Regions from separate parts of the Sus scrofa genome. Here regions 2 and 3 are each linked to region 1. The links are chromatin contacts, called in public Hi-C maps. All regions are on one chromosome and are shown on one strand. Each heading gives the region's core, a stretch centred on a gene start, on an enhancer-like site or on the middle of the called end of the contact. The rest is flanking DNA. Distances are from core to core; before and after follow the strand shown. Region 1 holds the start of ZPBP2 (zona pellucida binding protein 2). Region 2 holds the start of GSDMA (gasdermin-A). Region 3 holds the start of PSMD3 (26S proteasome non-ATPase regulatory subunit 3).

Region 1 (3,708 bases), core at 249-2,748:
TAAAAAACTGTTCTACTGGAGAGTCAGTATTTTTTCTTTTTTCTGTGATATTATAGTGCTGTTTATAAAAAAGGTATATAATACATTTAGAAGTTCATTTTAATGTGCAGAACTAACTAGAATAAAAAAATTCTGAAGGGTTAGTGGAATCAATTTGAAGGTCAGTATTTTTGGCTACAAAACTATTTTAAAGATAATCATTGTCACCTTCAAGGCAAACTTGATATTTATAAATGTCCTCTGTTAGAACAATAACTAAGCCTATGTGCCACATTCAAGGAAGATTTTCTGAAATTACCTATTCTGTTTCAGATTTGATGGAAACAGCAGTAATGTGCTTGGAACCAACACTGTTTCATAATATATTAATTTTAAAGCCTACTGAATGCCAGGCTCTAAACATAAAAAGATGACACTGTGTAGCACTGGGAACTATGCCTAGTCACTTATGATGGAGCATGATAATGTGTGAAAATAGAATGTGTACATGTACGTGGAACTGAGTCACCATGCGGTACAATAGAAAAAAAATTGCATTGGGGAAATAGCTATTAAAAAAATAATAAAGAGAAGGATTTCAATTCTGCCTTCTAAAAAAACAAAACACTGTCCTACAGTTTGGCGGTGGGGGGAGGAGCTCAAAGCCCAAAGCCTTTGGGCCTTGGACTGGCCCAAAGTTATCTAAGTTAGCCAGGAGACTAACTTTCATTGGGGAGTGTGAGAAAGTTTCATCGCAGTGACAAATGATATGTGAATTGAGGCCGTAAAGGATGTTGAAGGAGTTCTAGTTAATAAGGTAAGGGATAAGGGCATTCCGAACAGAGGGACTTCCAGCCCGGCAAATCACTCCTCTGAGTGGCCCTTGCACGTTGCAAAGAAGCAGGGACCCCTGGCAGGGAGGTGGCCTCGGAGAAAGACACCAGGATTGAATCCTAGCTCATCGCGAGCTGTGCGGCTTTAGACAAGGTGATACAACACAGGCTCAGTGGCGTCGCTCTAAGGATGAAACGACGAAACCTTCGGGAAGTGCGGAGCACACAGCAGATGTTCCATAAACGTTCGCTCCGTTTCCCACCGTGGGAAGCACCTTAGCAGAGCCAGGCACACCTGGCTCTTCGGATCGACTCTGCAGGTGACGAGGTCCTTATTACCTGGATGTCCCGGCTTGCCATAAATGAAGCCTTTCTCATTGCGTTCGGAGGAACGCTGCCATCCAACTGCGGAGAAAAGAAACCACTGACTTTTCACGTAGAAAAGGAGCCAGGGCTCAGCGTGGGGCAGGACAGGGAAGAGGGGAGAGGCCGGGGGGCGGGCGGGAAGAGCCCCACCTCCTGTGAGGTACCAGAGCACCGCGGAGAGTAGGACCCAAGCTCGCATCGTGGCTCAGGGACTAGCGTCGCGGGAGGCGTCGAGGGGCGGGCACCTTCCTACCTCAGCCCCTGCGCAACGCCTCCTCATTGCTGACCAAACCGCCGAGAGGCAGCTTCCCTACCCGTCCGTAGCTACCGCAGGAGCGGACGCGCCGGACAGCGCGTGCGTGCTACCGGGCCTCGCGCGCGTGGGCGGGGCGCAGGGACGAGGGCGGGGCGCAGGGACGTGGGCGGGGCGCAGGGACGTGGGCGGGGCTAGAGCGGGGCGTGGGCAGAGGGCAGGACCCTGGGCTGGTGCAAGCGGGAGGCGAGCGCCCCGCCCCCTTGCGCGCACGCGGCCGCCGTCGTTAGGATGCTTCGCGCCTTCCGTCTGGCGCCATATCCCTGCGCTCTGGGCGGCTTAGTTCTCTGCGAGGGCCCAGAGGGAAGAAAAGAGTACAGGAGAAGAAACCAGGGCCTTGAGTGTTCTGTCACTTACTTAGTCTAGGGACAAGAAAGCCACAGGAGGAACACCATGGCTCTAATGGGGTAGGGCGGGTAGGGGAAGCGATTGAATTAGCACCGAAGAGGGAGAAGCTTGTGAAAATTTCCACCTCATAGGAAGCAGAGAACCCCACGTGGGAACTTCTGTGCCTTTCTTCTCAGGAACTGGCTGAAACTGTGGGCACAATCTTTTTCAAACTCTTTAACACCCGTTTTTTGCTGAACTGTATTCTACCCACAAAACGAAGAAGTCAGCGAACCGCTACTGCGCCAACAAGGCGTCTCCAGGCCTTCACTTTATGGGAACATTTCATCTTCATTTTCATCTTCGAGTATCAGCGATGTTGAGAGACCCCCCGCCCCGCTTGCAAATTTCTCCAGGGTTGAGAAGTCAGCCTGCTTTGAAAAAGGGCCCAATTGAAAGGCAAGGTCCCCACATCGGCTTTTCCGGTCGGAAGGGAGGTTAGGTCAAGATCAGCGAGCTCCAAAATAAAGCGTGCCAGCGTTTTTCACGGGTCCCTTCTTGGCTACTAATTTGGTGGCCTGGAAAGCCCTGTGTATTGTCTGTTTCTTAGCAGCGGGACACCCGCAGTCGTGGTTTTGAGTAGGCTGGTGGGTAGAGAGCCCAAGGTTCAGACAGGGTGCAAAATGATTATTTGGGGTGAGATCAAGAGTTTTCAGTTTTATTTCCTTTGAGCCGAGTCAGTACTTGGACTATCTCAGATGGTCCAGGAGCAACCTTTGTCAGTGATTTCATTTTTAGTCACTGTTAATTTTACCTACATAGCCTAAGCCATGAAATGTGATTCAGTGAGTCAGATCCACCCATGTCAGTTACGGTGTCTAGATTCATGGTTCAGTCTCAACTGTTGTTTCCTTCTTAAAGTGAGGATAAAGAAGATAAATTTAGGCATCCTCTCTGCTTCCCTGGAAGTTTATCATCCAGTTTTAGTTCAAGTACATTGTAAATCCACAGCGTTTTAATAGCTTCCCGGGCATAACTAACTGATCCTTGTAAATCCTGTGTGATCAGCTTGGAACACTGAGAAGCGACTTTAATCAAATGAGTGGTAGTTATTTGTTCAAAGTATCGTCCACTCTTTTAAAATAAACTTAATTTTAGAAGTTTTAAATTTACAGAAAAGTTGTGAAGATAGTACAGAAAGTCCTCATGTACCTCCACCTACTTCCTTACTGTTAGCATTTTCCGTTAATTATGGTACATTTCTCAAAATTAATGAACCAATATTGATAATAAAGTCCATTCTTTATTTAGATTTCCTTAGTTTTTACTAAAGGTCCTTTTTCTGCTCCAAAATCCGAATCAGGATCCCACCTTACGTTTAGTCGTCAGGTCTTCTTGGCTGTGACAAATTGGGTTTGATGACCTTGACAGTTAGTGACAGTTTTGATGACATTGACCTGACTTGAACTGGTCAGATACTTTGCAGAGTGCCTCTCTATTGGAATTTTTCTCATTTTTTTTTTCCATTATTAGACTGGGGCTATAGATTTTGGGGTGGAAGACTACAGAGGTGAAGTGCCATTCTCACCACGTCATATCAAGGGTACATACTGTCAACATGCCTTAACATCACACTGTTCCCTTGATCACCTGGCTGTGGTGGTGTTTGTCTGGTTTCTCTGCTGTAAAGTTACTCTCTCCCCCCTTTTCATAGTGTACTCTTTGGGAGGAAGTCACTATGTGAATCCCACTTATGGAGTAGGGATTTATGTACCACCTCCTTGAGGGTGAAGTAGCTGCATAAATTATTTTATCCATGTACTTTTTATCTTTCCCCTTAGGTATCACGTTCTTGAGTCCGAAATACTCAATACTGAACAAATTCTTTAG
Region 2 (3,740 bases), core at 541-3,040, 84 kb before region 1:
GACACCCCCCTCTTTGCTCCGTCAAGGGCTCTTTTCTCCCTCCCCGCTCACCTTCTTCATGGACGTGGAGCCTGCCTGGAGCATTTCATTAGCTGTGGTGGGAAAGCTGCTCTCACACAGCTAAGCCCACTTGTCCCCCCCAGAGACTGTGACAACCAGGACCCCGGGAGTCTGAGGGAGGGAGGCGGCCACCATGGGTGGGAGGCAGTGCTGTTTTGCCCAGGTGCCTCTTCCTTGGGTGGGTGGGTCACCTCCCTGTACCCTTACCTCCTTTGTGCCCCCCTGGCTCAGAGGGTAGACCCACCTCCCTCCAGGCACCGCCCAACAGAAGCAGGCACTCTGATGCTCTTTGCCTTTGCTCCTCTGCTTGTAGTACCTCCCTCCCCATCTGAAGAATCCCTACTCATCCTTCAAGACTCACTTCCAGTCATTCCTCTGGGACTCCTCCCCCTCCCCCTCAGGCAGCTGGTGACTCCACCCCGTGTTCCCGAAACGCTGTGTACATACCTCTCTTAAACACCTGTCACCTGCTGTGATCTGATCACCTGAGTCTCGCCTACTCCACCGTGACTTCCCAGAGGGCAGGAAGTGGGTCTTAATCATCTCTGCGGCCTCAGCTTGGAGTTCCCGTCATGGCTCAGTGGTTACCGAACCCGACTAATACCCATGAGGATGCAGGTTTGATCCCTGGCCTCGCTCAGTGGGTTAAGGATCTGGTGTTGCCATGAGCTGTGGTGTAGGTCATAGATGTGGCTTGGATCCAGCATTGCTGTGGCTGTGGTATAGGCTGGCAACTGCAGCTCCGATTTGACCCCTCGCCTGGGAACCTCCATATGCTGCAGGTGCGGCCCTAAAAGGACCAAAAAAAACAAAAACAAAAACAAAAAAGAATCCAACTACAGCAGCTCAGGCCGTTGAGTAAGCACAGGTTCGATTCCAGGCTCGGCGCAGTGGGGTAAATTTCCTGTGTCGCCGAAGCTGTGACATGGGTCATAGCTGTGGCTTGGATTCAATCTCTGGCCCAGGAGCTTCCATATGCCATGGGTGCAGCCGTAAATTAAAAAACAAAACAAAACAAAACAAGACAAAAAACCATCAAGGGAATGAATGAATGGGGCCCTGGGAGCCTGGGAGACATAAGCTGGGGTGAGAGGGTCCTGGAGAGCGTGGAACCTGCAAGAACTTGAGGTTCACAGTCTCTGTCTTTGAGCTTCAAGCCAAGGTGCTCTGGCTGGGCAGCCAGCTGGCATAGCTGGATCGCCCCAGGGGTGGAAGAGTTCATGCCAGCAGGTCTGGAACCACCTCACGCCCCTTGTGGGCACCTCATAGCATCAGGGAAGCCGGAGGCACATGCACAGGTTCATGGGGCTGTTCTGCCAACCACACAAGCTTCAGTGTGCTTCCAGCACCCTGATTCCTGGGATGGCCTGATGGGGTGGGACAACTTCCTGAGCAGCCGAATGCAGCTGGGAAGGGCTCAGGCGACTGCTGTATGGTCTTCATCAGAGAAGTGCTCACCTCTCCAGGGCCACTGCTCCCTTCTCTCCCCGAGGCTGGTCAAGGTTCCTACTGCACTGGGCTCTCCCGGCCTCCTAGGCCCTTCTTGTTCCACTCATGTTCGTGTTCATTCCGAGAACACCCCAGCCTCCCCCGCTGTCATCAAGCCCTTACCAGGGAGCTCTTACCAGGGTGTTCGGTCTGGTCCAGCAGCTGGGTCTGTGGCTGCGAGAATGACTCTCCCTCACCAGAACCGGCTGCTCCTTTATGCCTCCGTGGAGGCAAGGATGTAGGCTTCCGGGGACCCCGCCTGCCCCAGTGACCCCACCCCTCTCCTGCTCCACTTCCGGGAGAACAGCATCAACCTGTTCCACGCCGGCGCTGCCCCAGGCCCTGGGCCCTGGCCTCCTGAGGGCTGAGGGGGTGGGTCAGGTGCATGCCAGGCAGGTGCCAGCGTGGGTGGGGGAGCCAAGGCTGAAGGAGAGGTGACCATGGAGGCTTGGCTTGATGGGCTGAGAGGAGAGGAAAGAAGGCACCTTGGAGGGGGCTCAGAGAGAGGCGGCGGGGTTGGGGTGTGTGTGTGTGTGTGTGTGTGTGTGTGTGTGTGTGCGCGCGTGTGCGCGCGCGTGCATGTGTAGATGGGGAAGGCTTCTCTTCCGCCACGGTCATTAGGAAGCATCTAGGATTCATGATGAGGTCTTGCGGGCGTGACGCGGGCGTAAGAAATCCTGTGTGTCTTCCGACCGCAGCAGCAGCAGGCAGCACAGCTGAGAAGTTGTTCTCCCATCTTTCCGCGTGTCGGCCCGCGTATGACCACGCAGCCCATGTGGCTTGGCTCCAGGCACATATTCGCATGTCTGTGTAGCAGAGATGGAGCGAGATCACTTGGTTCCTGTTGTCTCCTGTTCAGCGTCTCTGCTGCTTCTGGAGCAGCGTACATACACACCCGTATCCCTAGGCAAAGGCATGGCAGAGTCAGCGGAAAAGCCCAATGCGCCCATCTGCCGTGCGAATTCACATATGTCATCATCTCAGGTCTTGCTCTTATTTTTTAAAATTTAATATTATTATTATTATTTTCCTTTTAAGGGCACCAGTGGCACATGGAGGTTCCCAGGCTAGGGGTCTAATCGGAGCTGTAGCCACCGGCCTACGCCAGAGCTACAGCAACGCGGGATCCAAGCTGCGTCTGCAACCTACACCACAGCTCATGGCAACGCCGGATCGTTAACCCACTGAGCAAGGGCAGGGATCGAACCCGCAACCTCATGGTTCCTAGTCGGATTCGTTAACCACTGCGCCACGACGGGAACTCCCCCGGAACGCCTCTTTTTATTTCATTTATTTATTTTTTACAATGATTTTTATTGTTTCCATTCCAGCTGGTTTACAGTGTTCTGTCAATTTTCTACTGTACAACAAAGTGACCCAGTGGCACATACATATATACATTCTTTTTCTCACATTATCCTCTATCATAAGTGACTAGATATAGTTTACCTTTCATTTTTAAATTGAAAGAGTTGATTTACAATGCGGTGTTGGTATTAGGTGATGAGCAAAGTCATTCAGTTATGAATGACAGTATATACACATATGTCCATATTCTTTTTCATATTCTTTTCCATTATGGTTTAGTACAGGTTATTGAATATACTTCCCTGTGCTCTACAAAAAGACTTTGTTATTTATATATTTTATTTTATTTTATTATTTATTTTTCTTTTTTATGGCCGCACCCGCAGCATATGGAATTTCCCAGGCTGGGGATGGAATCCGAGCTGTAGCCACCGGCCTACACCACAGCCACATCAACGCCCCATCCGAGCTGCATCTGTGACCTACGCTGCAGCTTGTGGCAACGCCAGATTCTTAACCCACTGAGAGAGGCCAGGGATCGAACCTGCATCCTCATGGGTACTCTGTCGGGTTCTTAACCCACCGAGCCACAGTCGGAACTCCAGGGGTCTCTGTTTTGTGATGAGGACATGAGGCCTTGAAAGCTGAATCAGCTCGCCCTAGAGACACACCTCCCCTTTCTTTTTTTTTCCTTTGCTCTCCAGGGCCACACCCATAGCATATGGAGGTTCCCAGGCTAGGGGTCTGATCAGAGCTACGGCTACCGGCCTATACCACATCCACAGCAACGCAGGATCTGAGCCATGTCTTCCACATACACCACAGCTCATGGCAACACTGGATCCTTAAACCACCGAGGGAGGCCAGGGATCGAACCCGCAACC
Region 3 (3,726 bases), core at 266-2,765, 100 kb before region 1:
AATTTGCTTATTTCCATGTGTTTTTTGTTTTGTTTGGTTTTTCAGGGCCTCACCCATGGCATATGGAGGTTCCCAGGCTAGGGGTTGAATTGGAGCTGTAGGTGCCAGCCTATACAACAGCCACAGCATGCCAGATCCACTCTGTGTCTGCGACCTACACCCCAGCTCACGGCAACACTGGATCCTTAACCCACTGAGTGAGGCCAGGGGTCGAACCCGCAACCTCATGGTTCCTAGTCCGATTTGTTTCCTCTGAGCCACAACGGGAACTCCTACTTCAATGTTTTTGAGCGAGGTTCTTATGCAGTTAAGTACAGAGAAAATCAATAAATAGTCTGGTCCTATTTGATCCAGAACAGAAAAACAACATCAAGATCACAATGAGAAGCTCTCACTCTACCCACTCCGAATGTGGACAGGGAGCTCTGAGTAAGAAAAGCGAAATATGAACTTGGAGGAACGAGAGAATGATAGGAAACTGGCAACAGGTGCCGAGGAGAAAAGAAATGGGCTGGGGGTTGTTTAGGTGGAAGGCAAGTACGAGGAACTCAAACAAGGTGTGTAATATATTTAAACTTTAGAAACAGTAGGAGTTTGGGCTTAGAGGAGGAGAAACAGGGCAAAGGGGATCGCGCGGGCATCTCAATTACAGCAACTAGGAAGCAAGATGCTATGTAAAAAGAGCTCTTTTAGGGCAGTTTGCTAAAGGTAGTTAAGACAACAAACCATTCTTAAAACTCGGGGCCAGTATTCTGCGTCATCCTGACCTCCTTCGCACATGACTACACTGGTTTTTAGAGAGGTCAATCATACACTGGGGACGCCAGAATCAGTGTAAAAGGAGTAATAACGTCAGAGGAGAGAATTCAGAAAAGGGAGTCTACGGGCCCAATGACATCTAGTTCTGGACGCAACCCCAGGTTGCGGAGAGGTGTGTGCGAAGGGCCTGAGCCCGGAGAGAAGGCTCGGCTAGTGAGGCTGGGGTCGGAGTGTGAGGGAAGTAGGGGCGGGCACCTGGGGGTGATCTCAACGAACTAGGGGTGGTAGAGGCTGCGCTGGATCACCGCGGCGCTGTCACCCGTGGTCATGGCATGCCCACGGCCCGCGCTCTCGTACCCTCCAAGGTGACGGTGTCCAGCTCTCGCTGGGAGTGCTCAGCCGCCGCCGCTGCCGCCTTGCCATCGGTCTCCCCGGTTGATGCGCCACCGGCCGCTGCCTCTTCTTTCATCTCCACATCTTGAGGGGCTGGGGGCGGCGGTGGTTCCTGCTCCGCTCCGCCGGGCGGTGGCTTTGCCTTGTCCGTGCCACGGCGCCGCGCCGAGCCCTCCTGCTTCATGGCGCCCGGGGTCGCGGCCTAGTCCGGGGACCGAGGCCGGGGCCTCGGGTGAATCCTCGCACCGGAGACCAGGAACCGAGCCGGGCCTGCACACGAGCGCGGGCTCGCGTCGGGCCGCACGATGACGGAGCAGCTGCAAACCCCTTCCCGGCGCTGGGCCTTGTGGGAAATGCCAGGCCGAGTGGGCCAATTGCCGAGTCCACAAAGGGGAGAAAAATCAACAGCCGATGTGCGGATGGAGGCGGATCTTCGAGGAGGAGCGGGGAGGAGCCTGTAGGGGTTTGTCCGGCTTGTTTTGAACTGTTTCTGTGTGTTTTTTTCCTTTGTGTTCCTTTCCGGTGTATTTCTATGTATGTCCGCATGAGGTCCCCTCAGGCCCCCACTGGGTCACTGCGGACTCTAAGCACCCAACTTCGATGAAATGGGTAGGGTCTATCCAAGCGCAGAGCGTGATGACGCCACGAGTTGCCAGGCGAGTTTCATGCCTAAACTCGCTCAATTTGCAGTTCTCAACCGCCGCTTGATGCAACTGGCGCGAGAGAAGAAAAGAAGCTGCGAAGGGATGTTGAGCTAGGCTGTTGGGCTGAAAACTACACCGAATTGGAGACGAGGAAGAACCCCATGGGATTCAGACTTTCTTGTCCGATTTTAGCTAGTGCTGAAAATAAGGCATAAAATCTCTGCAGCCTGGGAGTGCGGATGCGGGGAGAGTGCATTTGCGTATAATCACTTATAATTTAGTAAAATTTAGGGGTCCACTCTATGTGAGGCTCAGGGCTAGCACATTTCAGGGGGCAGGGTGGTGGAAAAAACAAACAAACAAACAAACAAAAAAAAAACAGCTCCAGAAGTTCTCTTTGTGGCTCAGCAGTAACAAACCCGACTAATATACATGAAGATGCAGGTTCAATCCCTGGCCTCGCTCAGCGGCTTAGGAATCTGGCGTTGCCATAAACTGCGGTGTAGGTCGCAGACGTAGCTCGGGTCTGGCATGTTGCTGTGGCTGTGGTGTAGGCTGGCTGCTGCAGCTCGAATTCCAACCCTAGCCTGGGAACTTCCATATGCTGCAGGTGCAGCCCTAAAAAGCAAACAAAAACAAAAAACAAAAAAAAACCCCGCAAACCAACACTCCCCACCCCCCCGCGCGCCAGAAAAAAAACAACCCAGAAAAACAGCTCCAGAGCGTGGTCTGCTGGAAGCTCTGCTCTGGGCTGCCATGTATTGTGATGCTGGACACAAGAGGGTGGAAGATGATGATGGAGACTCTTCACTGTAGTGAAATGGGGAACAGAATAATAGTCTACCTAAGGTGGGCTTAAGAATCCCCCAGGGGAGGAGTTCTCGTCGTGGCGCAGTGGTTAACGAATCCGACTAGGAACCATGAGGTTGCGGGTTCCGTCCTTGCCCTTGCTCAGTGGGTTAACGATCCAGCATTGCCGTGAGCTGTGGTGTAGGTCGCAGACGCGGCTCGGATCCCGCGTTGCTGTGGCTCTGGCGTAGGCTAATGGCTACGGCTCCGATTCGACCCCTAGCCTGGGAACCTCCATATGCCGCGGGAGCGGCCCAAGAAATAGCAAAAAGACAAAAAAAAAAAAAAAAAAAAAAATATATATATATATATATATATATATATATATAAATATATATAAAAAAGAATCCCCCAGGGGAAAAATTTGGACCAGAAACACAGTCTACTTATTTTTCAAAGGAATCCTCTAGTGATTTTTCAAGAGGAAGATACAGGTTCCAATTTATTAAAAGACACAAAACAAAAACTCCTTTCCTATCTTGGAGGTTTTCTTTTTCTTTTTTTCAGTGTACAGCAAGTTTTACTTTGCCCTCAGAGAAAGTGGGTCACCCTGGATAGGGAGAGTGACCTGGGAGGTTTGTGAACTTATTAAAAAAATTTTTATGGCTGCATTGGCGGCTCATGGAAGTTCCCGGACCACGAATTGAATCCGAGACATGACCTATGCAGCTGTGGCCATGCAGGATCCTTTAACCCATTGCCAGGCTGCGGGATCAAACTTGCACCTCTGCAGCCACTGGAGCCACTTCAGTCAATTCTTAACCCACTGCACCAGGATGGGAACTCCTCTTGGAACTTTAGTCTCTTCCATAAATGGAAGTTTTAGACCAGGTCAGATCCTGTAAGACAACCTAGCCCTGGGTAAGGTCCTAGAGGGCAGAGAATATGTTTTAGCCATGTTCTTCTTTATACAGAGAGAGACTATTCTCTGTATCCTCCCCCTTTATACTATTGCAGCAAACAGCTCCTTGTACTAAACAACCATTTGCTAAATGGACAAGTGCATTCTCCGGTTTTAGGGAAAGAGGCCTTTACCAATTCCTCCCTAACTGTCCTCCTCGTCCCTGGGGCTGGGAGATGG

The links. A called contact is a pair of places that touch in the nucleus more often than the background predicts.
Region 2: a Hi-C map of liver shows a contact between it and region 1, with 1.6 times the contacts expected there. The contact joins the promoter of GSDMA here to the promoter of ZPBP2 in region 1. A contact is called at or near these places in 2 of 5 promoter capture datasets (fetal liver and liver) and 7 of 47 Hi-C or Micro-C datasets (alveolar macrophages, blood, embryonic fibroblasts and 3 more).
Region 3: a Hi-C map of embryonic fibroblasts shows a contact between it and region 1, with 2.4 times the contacts expected there. The contact joins the promoter of PSMD3 here to the promoter of ZPBP2 in region 1. A contact is called at or near these places in 3 of 5 promoter capture datasets (fetal liver and liver), 4 of 47 Hi-C or Micro-C datasets (embryonic fibroblasts and liver) and 1 of 2 datasets of contacts at active chromatin or transcription factors (alveolar macrophages).

What each region holds. Positions count from the first base shown.
Region 1 is chr12:22,461,350-22,465,057 of Sscrofa11.1, forward strand. It overlaps ZPBP2 (zona pellucida binding protein 2), which reads right to left and starts at 1,499. Exons shown (of 7, transcript NM_001164513.1): 1 at 1,329-1,499; 2 at 1,152-1,217. The coding sequence starts at 1,377.
Region 2 is chr12:22,377,333-22,381,072 of Sscrofa11.1, forward strand. It overlaps GSDMA (gasdermin-A), which reads right to left and starts at 1,791. Exons shown (of 11, transcript XM_013979681.2): 1 at 1,686-1,791.
Region 3 is chr12:22,359,035-22,362,760 of Sscrofa11.1, forward strand. PSMD3 (26S proteasome non-ATPase regulatory subunit 3) reads right to left here and starts at 1,516. Exons shown (of 12, transcript XM_003131496.5): 1 at 1,117-1,516. The coding sequence starts at 1,336.